Regions from separate parts of the Mus musculus genome. Here all the other regions are linked to region 3. Evidence: chromatin contacts called from public HiChIP or PLAC-seq data. All regions are on one chromosome and are shown on one strand. The core of a region is the stretch at or near the end of the contact, and the rest is flanking DNA. Distances in the headings are between cores, read along the strand shown.

Region 1 (2,948 bases), core at 243-2,742, 290 kb before region 3:
GTGAAAAAACATGAGATACAGAATACCAGATGGCTTGTTATCCCATCATGCTTGTTTGTTAGTTGGCATGATAGAGCATAGTATGTGAAAAATGCAATGTTATGATGGTCAGTATGGGGAAGATTGCATTCTTAAAATATAAATAGCTGAGCATGGTGGCACATGACTGTAGTTCCAGCTACTATATTCTTGTGAGACTGAAATTGAAGGGAGGTTCACTTAAACTCGAGTTTGAAATTAGCTTGGGAAAGATAGTGAGAATTGAAATAATTAATAATAATAAAAATAATAATAATAGTTCAAAGAAGAAGGGAGGAGGAGGAGAAGGAGGAGGAGGAGGAGGAGGAGAAGGAGAAGGAGAAGGAGAAGGAGAAGGAGAAGGAGAAGAAGAAGAAGAAGAAGAAGAAGAAGAAGAAGAAGAAGAAGAAGAAGAAGAAGAAGAAGAAGAAGAAGAGGAAGAAGAAGAAGAAAAAGAAACCTTCTCTGGTTATTATTAAAACAAACACTTTTCCATTGTTAATTACAGGATTAAGTACAACTGAAGATAAAAGACTGAACTAATGAGATGGCTCAGAGGGAAGATACACCTGCTGCCAAGCTTGATGCCCTTGGTTTAACCTGAAACTCATATGATGGAAGGAGAAAACCAGACCTCAAAGTTGTCCTCTGATCTCTCTATGTGCCCCTGAGAGCCTGCCCTGCCCTACTTAATAAAAACATGTAGCAATTGTTTTAATTATAGAAGATGAAGGCCTGCAGTAACAACAACTTGTTCTTATTGAACAGCGACTGTTTTGCAATGATGATCTTTACTTTGTCTTTACAAACTTATTCTAGTTCTCCCTCGTTATACTAACTTGTCAATGGAAATCCAGATACACTAAGTGACTTGGCCCCTGTTCACAAAATCAAAGATTGGAGCCCAGATATTAATCCAATGCACAAGCTTAACAGTAATGTCAGAGTGCTTTTTAAAGAATCAGTGTGCTTTCATGTTAACATTCACTTATGTAAACGAGCTGGATTTGTCATTAGCAAAAGTGAATATTTTTGAAGACGTAAAATAGTGACATTGATTTGTAATAAAAGGGGGAGCTTTCCAGACTGCAGTGTTGCTGAGCTGATTCAAGCAAATGGCATGCATGCCACTGCCAAGTGACATTTCTGGCTCAGTCTTCCTTCTATCCTTCTATCCATTTCCATGTTTACTTTGTAGCCTTGGTTTTATCTAACTAGTCAGAAAAATTTGTGTTATCAGTGTAAATAGGAAGAGATAACTAGACAGCCTGGTCTCCTTCACACCTGAAGAGCCACAATGATACTTGAAGTGGAAACTTCTAGATTGTTTGGAAAGTCAGTTATTTCAAATGATGTTTTGCTGGGGCACACAAGTGAAAGGATGTTTTGCTGGAGAGGACTGTCTTCCACACAGGTGGAAGGATGTTTTGCTATAGCAGACACATGAAAGGAGCCATGATGAAGGAGTGCAAATATAACCCCACAGACAGTGGGGGAGGGAGCATCGAGCATTGGCTTCCTTTGCTCTGCCTGTTCGTTAAAGACACATATGCGTTGGTTCAACTTTCCTAGTATTGTTGAGCCCCATTTGTGGTAATGCTGCCATTTAGAGAAACTTGCCAAAGAACTGCTCGTGAGGTTCCTGTGACTTGACTTCTTGCTGCTTCAGTGGCCTCAAGTTGGTTGGTGAGCCTTGTGGTTTCTTCAGAATTGGACTACAGCTGCTGGTTTGTATTTGGTGTTTGCTACAGGATTGAACTTCTGACAAAGAAGACTGAGCTAGCCCCCAAAGAACTATTTATAAACAGGTCAACTTCCCCCATATCCTAATAAATTGTCTCTTAAATGAGCTAGGTCCAAAGTGGGCATACTATTATATTTTATTTGGAAAAGTGATCCAAAAAAGGAATTGAAACATAATTGATGTTGCATATGAAAGTTTGCAAATTAAAGTTTACAAAGTAAAATTTGGATAATTAGTCTAAAATCTTTCCTAAGACATTCCAGCTCTCTCCTCTTGAATGCTACTTTGTACTACTCCAAGATTTATGTGAACTCAGCCCAGGTTGCTCCATGGCCTAAGACACATGACCATATGTTATCAGTACAGGCTAAGATAGTGATATCTTTCCATGTTCCCCCTGACATACATCCTTCCACTTCTGATTGAGATTCAGCCTTGGTGGTCTTATCACTCCCTTTAATTTTCAGCCACTCTTTAACTAAGGATTTTCTGAGAGGTCAGTGACAGCAAATCACTAAATGCAGTGTTATTCACCTTCCTGATCTCTGCAGATCTGGCAGTCTATCCCATTATCTCCATCTGAAAAACTTTTATAATCTGAGTTTCACTTCTGCTATCTTCTGCCTTGCTCCTTCTTTTTTCTTTTCTTTTTTTTTCCATTTTTAATTAGGTATTTAACTCATTTACATTTCCAATGCTATACCAAAAGTCCCCCATATCCACCCACCCCCACTCCCCTGCCCACCCACTCCCCCTTTTTGGCCCTGGTGTTCCCCTGTACTGGGGCATATAAAGTTTGCAAGTCCAATGGGCCTCTCTTTCCAGTGATGGCCGACTAGGCCATCTTTTGATATATATGCAGCTAGAGTCATGAGTCCTCACTTGTAACAGAGCCCAACCACTGCTAATTCCTAATGTGCCATTGTGTTTCAAGGCTCTAGTCTTACCATGGACTAGTTCCTCATCCTATTTTTCTTGTTTTTGAAAAAATCTTTCCTTTTTCAAGGTCACTTCTGTAAGCTACCTCCCTTATCTTTATTTCAAACCCACTGTTACTTTCTTAATCCAAAATCATTCCACTTTGCTGTGTTTCATACTTCCTAGTTCAAAGAGGGGAGGATAGACACATCAGGCAGAGTCCTGGCTAATGAGACTCAAGGAGGGCATGGGAGTGTGCTTCCTAGCA
Region 2 (3,215 bases), core at 686-3,185, 380 kb before region 3:
ATGCATAAAGGAGTATCAACGAATGTGCTTAGTATAGCATCTCATTCTTGAGACAAAGGTGCGAATCTAAAGCAGAAATGACTTCTCCTGGAGCCAAGTGGCAACTCTAGGCTTTCATCCGCCTCACATTAATTAGTCATTGAATGACTCATCCAGACTTAATGATGCTGCTGATTTTATTACTAAGATTATCATCATCACAATCTTCATTGGTGTAAAAATTATGGTTGACAACTATAAAGCAAGCTAAAGATAAAGTTAGCAAACTATCATGCTTAATGATTCTCTAGTTTCTTTTCTTAGGCAAAAAAGAAAATCTGCAGAATGAATGGCTCTATTACACCATGTAAATGTCAACACCGTGATACATAGTTGCCCTTTCGCCTTGTGAAAACAGGGTTGTGCTATTCCAGAGATCTGAGCCTGGCTGCCTCACTGTCTGGGGTTAGACACTAATTATCTTGGCTACTGTGTCCTATTCTGAAATTTGTATAACTTTAGTCTGAGTGTTGATGCTGTATATAATTTAACCAGCACCTTGTGAATATGGCTGTGTCGTTATAAGAGGTATCAGAAAAGAAATAAGAAAATTAATGTAGTTTATCAAAATGCTAATTAAAGAATGACTAAATTAAGTGAAAAGGATATACAATTCTGTTACTAGATCATGGCAGTTTCTTCTAGTAAAACAAAATGCAGCAATTAAAATGTACCTAAAGAAACTGGAATAGAAAAGTCCTACTGATATTTGTACAACCAAACTCACATTGCAATAAAATAAGCATTTTTCACATTGAAAAATATGATTTATTGTTAAATAAAATGTTAAATGTCTTACTAAGATATGAAATAAATGCTTCTTATAATTGTAAAACCAATATGAATTAAAATATCAACTTCAGTTTTGAAATAAAAATAGAAAAAATTCACCTTGTATGTGTGTGTGTGTGTGTATATATCCGTGTATTGCAAGTGTGGGAGTGTGAAGTATGATCTTCATAGTATAGAAAACAATACTAATGTTAATTCTGAGAAAATTTTACATAATTCACTTTATCATGTTCTGTTTAAATATGTCAAAACAAGGTGTTCCAAGTCATAAAATAGCATATGTCTGAATAAAGATTTAATCATTATTTGTATAGGTACTACCAATTACTGCTTCCTTGAAAGGTATAGATATTCCTCCATGAAACTGATTACCCATCACACAGATAGCTTTTAATTCTTAAAGATAATTATTTGAATGTTTTTGGCTTGAGCACACTAAGCTATTCTAATTTTAAGAAATGCAATGCCTGTGTATAACACTGAATTTTCTCTCTCAAGTAGCACACACATTACATCTGAAGATGCCCCCCCATCCTCTCTCTTCCAGGGCTGAGCAATAAAAGAATTTATGACATAATGGGTACATATATGTACTTGAGGACTGAGTTGGGCATGTCAAGGGAAGCTTTGCTTTCCTCAGTTGTGACTCAATTCTTCTTCTGTAGGCTGGTTCCTATGAGATGATAAATGGAAGGTGTTCAGCCCTCTGTATGACACAGGTGGCTACTTTTCCACTTCAACCTGATGGAAGCAACTATGAAGCAGCGGGCACAAACAGAGACTCTACACCCATTAGTGTGCACCGCATTCAATGCAGTTCACCCCAGAAATGTTACTGAAATGGATAGAAAGACTGTGCCCAAAGATGACGGTATCTCATAGCATCTTCAGGAGTATTTGAATGTTAGAGCATACAGGAGCTTAGTTCTGCTGTGAAGTTTAAAATCCTAATGGTGGGGAACAAATGACTCACTTTTGCAATCCAAGAGAGATTTCTCTAAATGCTAAAGCAGATGAATAGTCAATGCACGAGGTGTGTATGTGTGAAGGGGTGTTTTTGTGGGGGAGGGGCAGAGGTTGTGCACACCCACTTTCATGGTTACTTGTATATTTCTGAACCACTGATCTTTTGTTCCCTTTGAAAAACATCTGGCTACTTGCTCAGTGACCTACTACTGCCTTGTGTGTTTCCTGTCTTAGCCCCTGTAACAGTGGTTCTCAACCTTCCTAATGCCGTGATCCTTTAATGCAGTTTCTCATGTTGTGCTGACCCCCAGTCATACAATTTTCATTGCTACTTCATAACTGTAATTTTTATGCTGTTGTGAATCATAATGAAAACATTTGTGTTTCCAGATGATCTTAGGTAACCCCTATGAAAGGGTCATTTAACCTCCAAAGGGTGGTAACCCACAGGTCGAGAACCACTGCCCTATATACTTCTTTTAGCTACTAATTGGATTAAGAGTAAGGCTCTTGCTTTGACTAAAATTCTACATCTAATTCTATCTCATAAAGCTTTACATAGGCATCTGTTTAAAGTTTTCACAAGTGCACACCCCCTCCTGAGATTTGTGCCACACAGAGGTGAACCTGGTTATAAACTATAGAACTGAATTCATGACACCCCAAATCTGGATAAGCCCTTTAATTGAGCTAAAATGTAAAGTTCATTTTAGATTCTTAATTGCTCTACAACAGTTTCCCACCCAGAGCACAGCCATCAATGCCCTCTTAGTTGGCCACAGTTCATGTACCTAAAGATGGTTAGAAAACAAACAAACAAACTTCTTAAAGATTTAGAAATATATGGATTTTGTGTTGTTGTTGTTGCTGTTGTTTTTCAGATTGGGAACCAAACCCAAATTTTCTTTTATTTCAACAGTACTCTTCATACCATTTCACAATGCCTTCCAAATATCCCACCACACATGAAGAGGCAAAATCATGCCTTTTGTGTGCTGCACTGCTGGCTCATTAAAACCAAGAAAAGCACAAAAGAAGAAAGAGAGGGAAAACTCACACCCCCTGCGATGCTCAGTGCTCCCACCAAAATATCCAGTCCCTTTCTGTCATCGAAGGAACTTAAATATTTAACTGTGATAATGTGTGGAAGAGAAAGAAATGACGATTTCAGCAACACAAATCTACACACCCTTCCTACCTAGGCATTCTGAGACATGGAGTACAACACTAATGGAGGCTCTTAAAAATCTACCTTTAAAATAACCACCCAGTGCTTCCTAATGAAATATTCAATCGCACATGCTGAACATACATCTGTTTTTAGAAGACAGAGGAAATGTAAAACAGTCGTTAATGACACTCATTCTCTGAGTTTCTGCCCTACATATTTTGCCATCCTTTAACAGATCAAAAGGAAA
Region 3 (3,236 bases), core at 464-2,963:
CTACAACATTTGAGAATAAATATTAGAATCTGATAATAGTTACCCTTAATTTAATGCCATGATCACTCCTGAACTTGATGCTGGCTCCATCTAAAATTAGATGACATCAAAGTAGTCTTTGTGGTATTGATTGAGTGTTTAAGTTCATTTGTTTGGGTTTTGTCTGGTTTTGTTTTATTGCTGAAAATTAAATTCAATGTCTGACTATCACACACCAAGTACACATTATTATCACTGAATTATATACCAGTCCATGGAGCCATTTTCATACAGAAATACTGATATCTAGCTTTGCTGAGCAGAGACAAATATGTCTAAAATAGTTGAATTTGAAGAACTTGCTCAGGGATAATATTTCAGTCTACTTTAAGTACTTCTATGCTGCTGTGGAAGGTTGAACATGCTTGGCCCATGCGAAGTGATACTATTAGGAGGTATGGTCTTCTTGGAGTAGATGGGACCCTGTTGGGGGAAGTACATCACTGAGTTTTTGAGGTGAGTTTTGAGGTTCTATGCTTCAGTTCCATTCAGTATGGAAGAGAGCCTCCTCCTAGCTACCTGCAGAAGAGAATCTCCTTCTGCCTGCCTTCAGATCAAGATGTAGAACTCTCGGCTCCTCTAGCACCATGTCTGCCTGAAAGCTGCCATGCTTTCTGCTATAATAATGGACTGTACCTCTAAAACTGTAAGCCAGTCCCAATTAAATGTCCTTATAAGAGTTGCTTTGGTCATAGTGTCTCTTCAGAGCAATGAAACCTTAACTAAGACAGAAGTGTTGTTTAGAACAGGTTTCCTAACTCCTTCTAGGACTGACCCCTCATCTACACACAAAAAAGATATCAGACCACGCTTAAAGTGGAGCGTGTGGGAGAACAGTACGTGGCCTGCACACTGTCTCCTACTCTATGTGTGAACCTATTTCTATAATTTAGCTAACAAACTTTGAAATATTTCTGATGTCCTATATTGTCAGAAGTGACTGCAAAAAAAATAACCCTCATAAAGTGACACAGTCACTTTAAACCCAAGAAAAAATTTAATAATCCTATCTGAAGCATTAATCTTTGCTAACAGAGACACTTTCTCATAAGTGATAATTCTGTGTTCAAAATTCCATCACAGTGAATAAAAAGTTTCTTCTTTTTAAAAAGATGAGTTAATATCATAGAACAAAGGTAATGAATTTTTCACTCAGTTACATTAAATGGTTGGACATCGATTCTATATCAGCCAGATTTCCTGTTAAGAGGTCAGTATGTAGCAAAGGTGAAAAGATTTTTCTTAAACATATTATTAAGACTAAGGTAAGAGCTTCAGGAAGACAAAAGTAAAATGTACCCCCCCTGTTTTCACAATGAGTCCAGTGAGTGCCATTAAATAATTGAGCATGGGTGGGGTCTGATGCTTACGGTTTATAGTTTATGTGTGTGTGTGTGTGTGTGTGTGTGTGTGTGTGTGTGTGTGTGTGTGTGTGTATGCATATATATATAATTTCTTATGGAATGGTTCAGTTTTATGCAGCCTATCTCATCCCCAGTAGAATGGAAGAAAGTGTACCACTGTTCTTTATATCCATTAGAGGTAATGAGTACTGAAACAGAAAGGGACTTTCTGCTTAGAGATCAAAAAGCTGTTGTTCCAAACCACACAGCTTTAGAGAACACTGGAAACACTCTGGTAGTGAAGAGTTGGCTAGACATGACAGGGACCACGCAGTCTCTGTTTGTTCTGGTAGCACTCATTGTGCCAAAATTTGAGCATAACCATCAGTGTCTGTAGCACTGCCATGTGGAAAACACACATATGCAAACCCTGGCACTCAGTAGTCAGTTGCCATGACTGATCTTGAGAGAAAAAGAGAGTAATACCCCCAAAACCAATGAAGATATCTCAGTAAGAGTGGGTAACACAGGAAGCTCTGTCTATCACAAAGAGGACTCAAGGTGTCACCCGCAATACAGGATGAGTCAAACAGCAAGATAAAGAAGCAAGAAGAGACAAAGCATAGAAACTTGTTGCACAGTAGACACTCTTTTTTAAAAAATAAATCATTTAATCCTTTTTTACAGTCTAGCTGTCATCCCCTTCCCTGTCTACTCTCTGACTGTTCTCTATCCCATTCCATCTTCACAAGGATGCCCTCAATCCCCAGCTCCCCACACCACTATACTTTCCCACTCCCTGGGGCCTCCAGCCTCTTGAGGGTTAGGTGCATCTTCTCTGACTGAGTGGAAACCTGTAAGTCCTCTGCTGTGTATGTGTCAGGGGCCTCATATCAGCAGGTATATGCTGCCAGGTAGGTGGCCCAGTGTCTGAGAGATCTCAAGGGTTCAGGTTAGCTGAGACTGCTGGTCCTTCTACAGGATCACCCTCCTCCTCAGCTTTTTCCAACTTTTCCCTAATTCAACCACAGGGGTCAGTAGCTTCTGCCTGCTGGTTGGGTGCAAATATCTGCATCTGACTCTTTCAACTTCTTATTTGGTCTTTCAGAGGGTGGTCACAATAGGCCACTTTTTGTGAGTTCTCCATAGCCTCAATAATAGTGTCAGGCCTTGGAACCTCTCCTTGAGCTGGATCTCAATTTGGGCCTGTTGCTGGATCTCCTTTACCTCAGGCTCTTCTTCATTTTTGTCCCTGCAGTTCTTTCAGGCAGGAAAAAATATGGGTCAGAGTTTTTGACTGTGGGATGGCAACCTCTGCTGCAGGTGGGCTCTATGAGTTCCCTCTCTGCACTGTAGGGCATTCACTTTAATGTCCCTCCCTTTGAGTCCTGAAAGTCTTCTACCTCCCAGGTCTCTGGTACATTCTCCATCTCCACTCTCCTGAGGTTATCTGTTTCCATTCTTTCTGCTGGCCCTCAGAGCTTCATACCTTAAAAATGTTAACAAGACAAAGAGCGCAAGTGAGGATGCCTCAATCCCACTTGGGAGGAAGAAGAAAGCAATCGCAGAAGGGAAAGGGAGGGACCTGAGTAGGAAAGAGGACATGGAGGGGACGAGAGGAACATGATCAGATATTGGGTGGGTGGTAGCAGACACTCTTGAAATTGAAAGTTACATCATGGATAACTGGAGCTGGAGTTTGGAGTTCTATTGATAGATACTGTGCTGAAACTACTTAGAGATGGCTAGTTTCCAGCAGTAAATCAAGAGAGAACATCTGCTTAGAGAGCTTTAATTACATTGTGTTCTATAGCAAGCAGTGTATACAATGGTAGAGGAATAATATATAATTTA

Evidence for each region. HiChIP or PLAC-seq counts read pairs in DNA pulled down with a chosen protein or histone mark.
Region 1: an H3K27ac HiChIP or PLAC-seq map of regulatory T cells shows a contact between it and region 3, with 10 times the contacts expected there. The contact joins two enhancer-like sites. A contact is called at or near these places in 2 of 15 datasets of contacts at CTCF or cohesin (CD8 T cells and the NIH/3T3 cell line), 18 of 484 Hi-C or Micro-C datasets (the C10 cell line, CD4 T cells, CD8 T cells and 8 more), 10 of 115 datasets of contacts at active chromatin or transcription factors (the 230-238 cell line, CD8 T cells, Th17 cells and 4 more) and 3 of 9 other capture datasets (adipose tissue, liver and pancreatic islet).
Region 2: a contact with region 3 is called in a BATF HiChIP or PLAC-seq map of CD8 T cells, with 8 read pairs. The contact joins two enhancer-like sites. A contact is called at or near these places in 1 of 15 datasets of contacts at CTCF or cohesin (the NIH/3T3 cell line), 1 of 484 Hi-C or Micro-C datasets (cerebellum) and 3 of 115 datasets of contacts at active chromatin or transcription factors (CD8 T cells, Th17 cells and regulatory T cells).

The regions. Positions count from the first base shown.
Region 1 is chr8:81,781,540-81,784,487 of GRCm38.p6, reverse strand. All of the region lies in intron 7 of Inpp4b (inositol polyphosphate-4-phosphatase, type II), which reads right to left. Among named protein-coding and RNA genes, the nearest start is that of Gm25267, 370 kb to the left of the region's middle. Within about 2 kb of position 1,492, at least 27 of the 459 cell types and tissues checked have an H3K27ac peak or open chromatin away from gene starts, as enhancers often do. A contact at or near this core is called in CD8 T cells, the G1E-ER4 cell line, Th1 cells and 5 more, where this site is marked.
Region 2 is chr8:81,880,416-81,883,630 of GRCm38.p6, reverse strand. The region is part of intron 8 of Inpp4b (inositol polyphosphate-4-phosphatase, type II); the gene reads right to left. Among named protein-coding and RNA genes, the nearest start is that of Gm25267, 270 kb to the left of the region's middle. Within about 2 kb of position 1,935, at least 9 of the 459 cell types and tissues checked have an H3K27ac peak or open chromatin away from gene starts, as enhancers often do. A contact at or near this core is called in CD8 T cells, Th17 cells and regulatory T cells, where this site is marked.
Region 3 is chr8:81,496,413-81,499,648 of GRCm38.p6, reverse strand. All of the region lies in intron 2 of Inpp4b (inositol polyphosphate-4-phosphatase, type II), which reads right to left. Among named protein-coding and RNA genes, the nearest start is that of Gm51582, 160 kb to the right of the region's middle. Within about 2 kb of position 1,713, at least 25 of the 459 cell types and tissues checked have an H3K27ac peak or open chromatin away from gene starts, as enhancers often do. A contact at or near this core is called in CD8 T cells, the G1E-ER4 cell line, Th1 cells and 5 more, where this site is marked.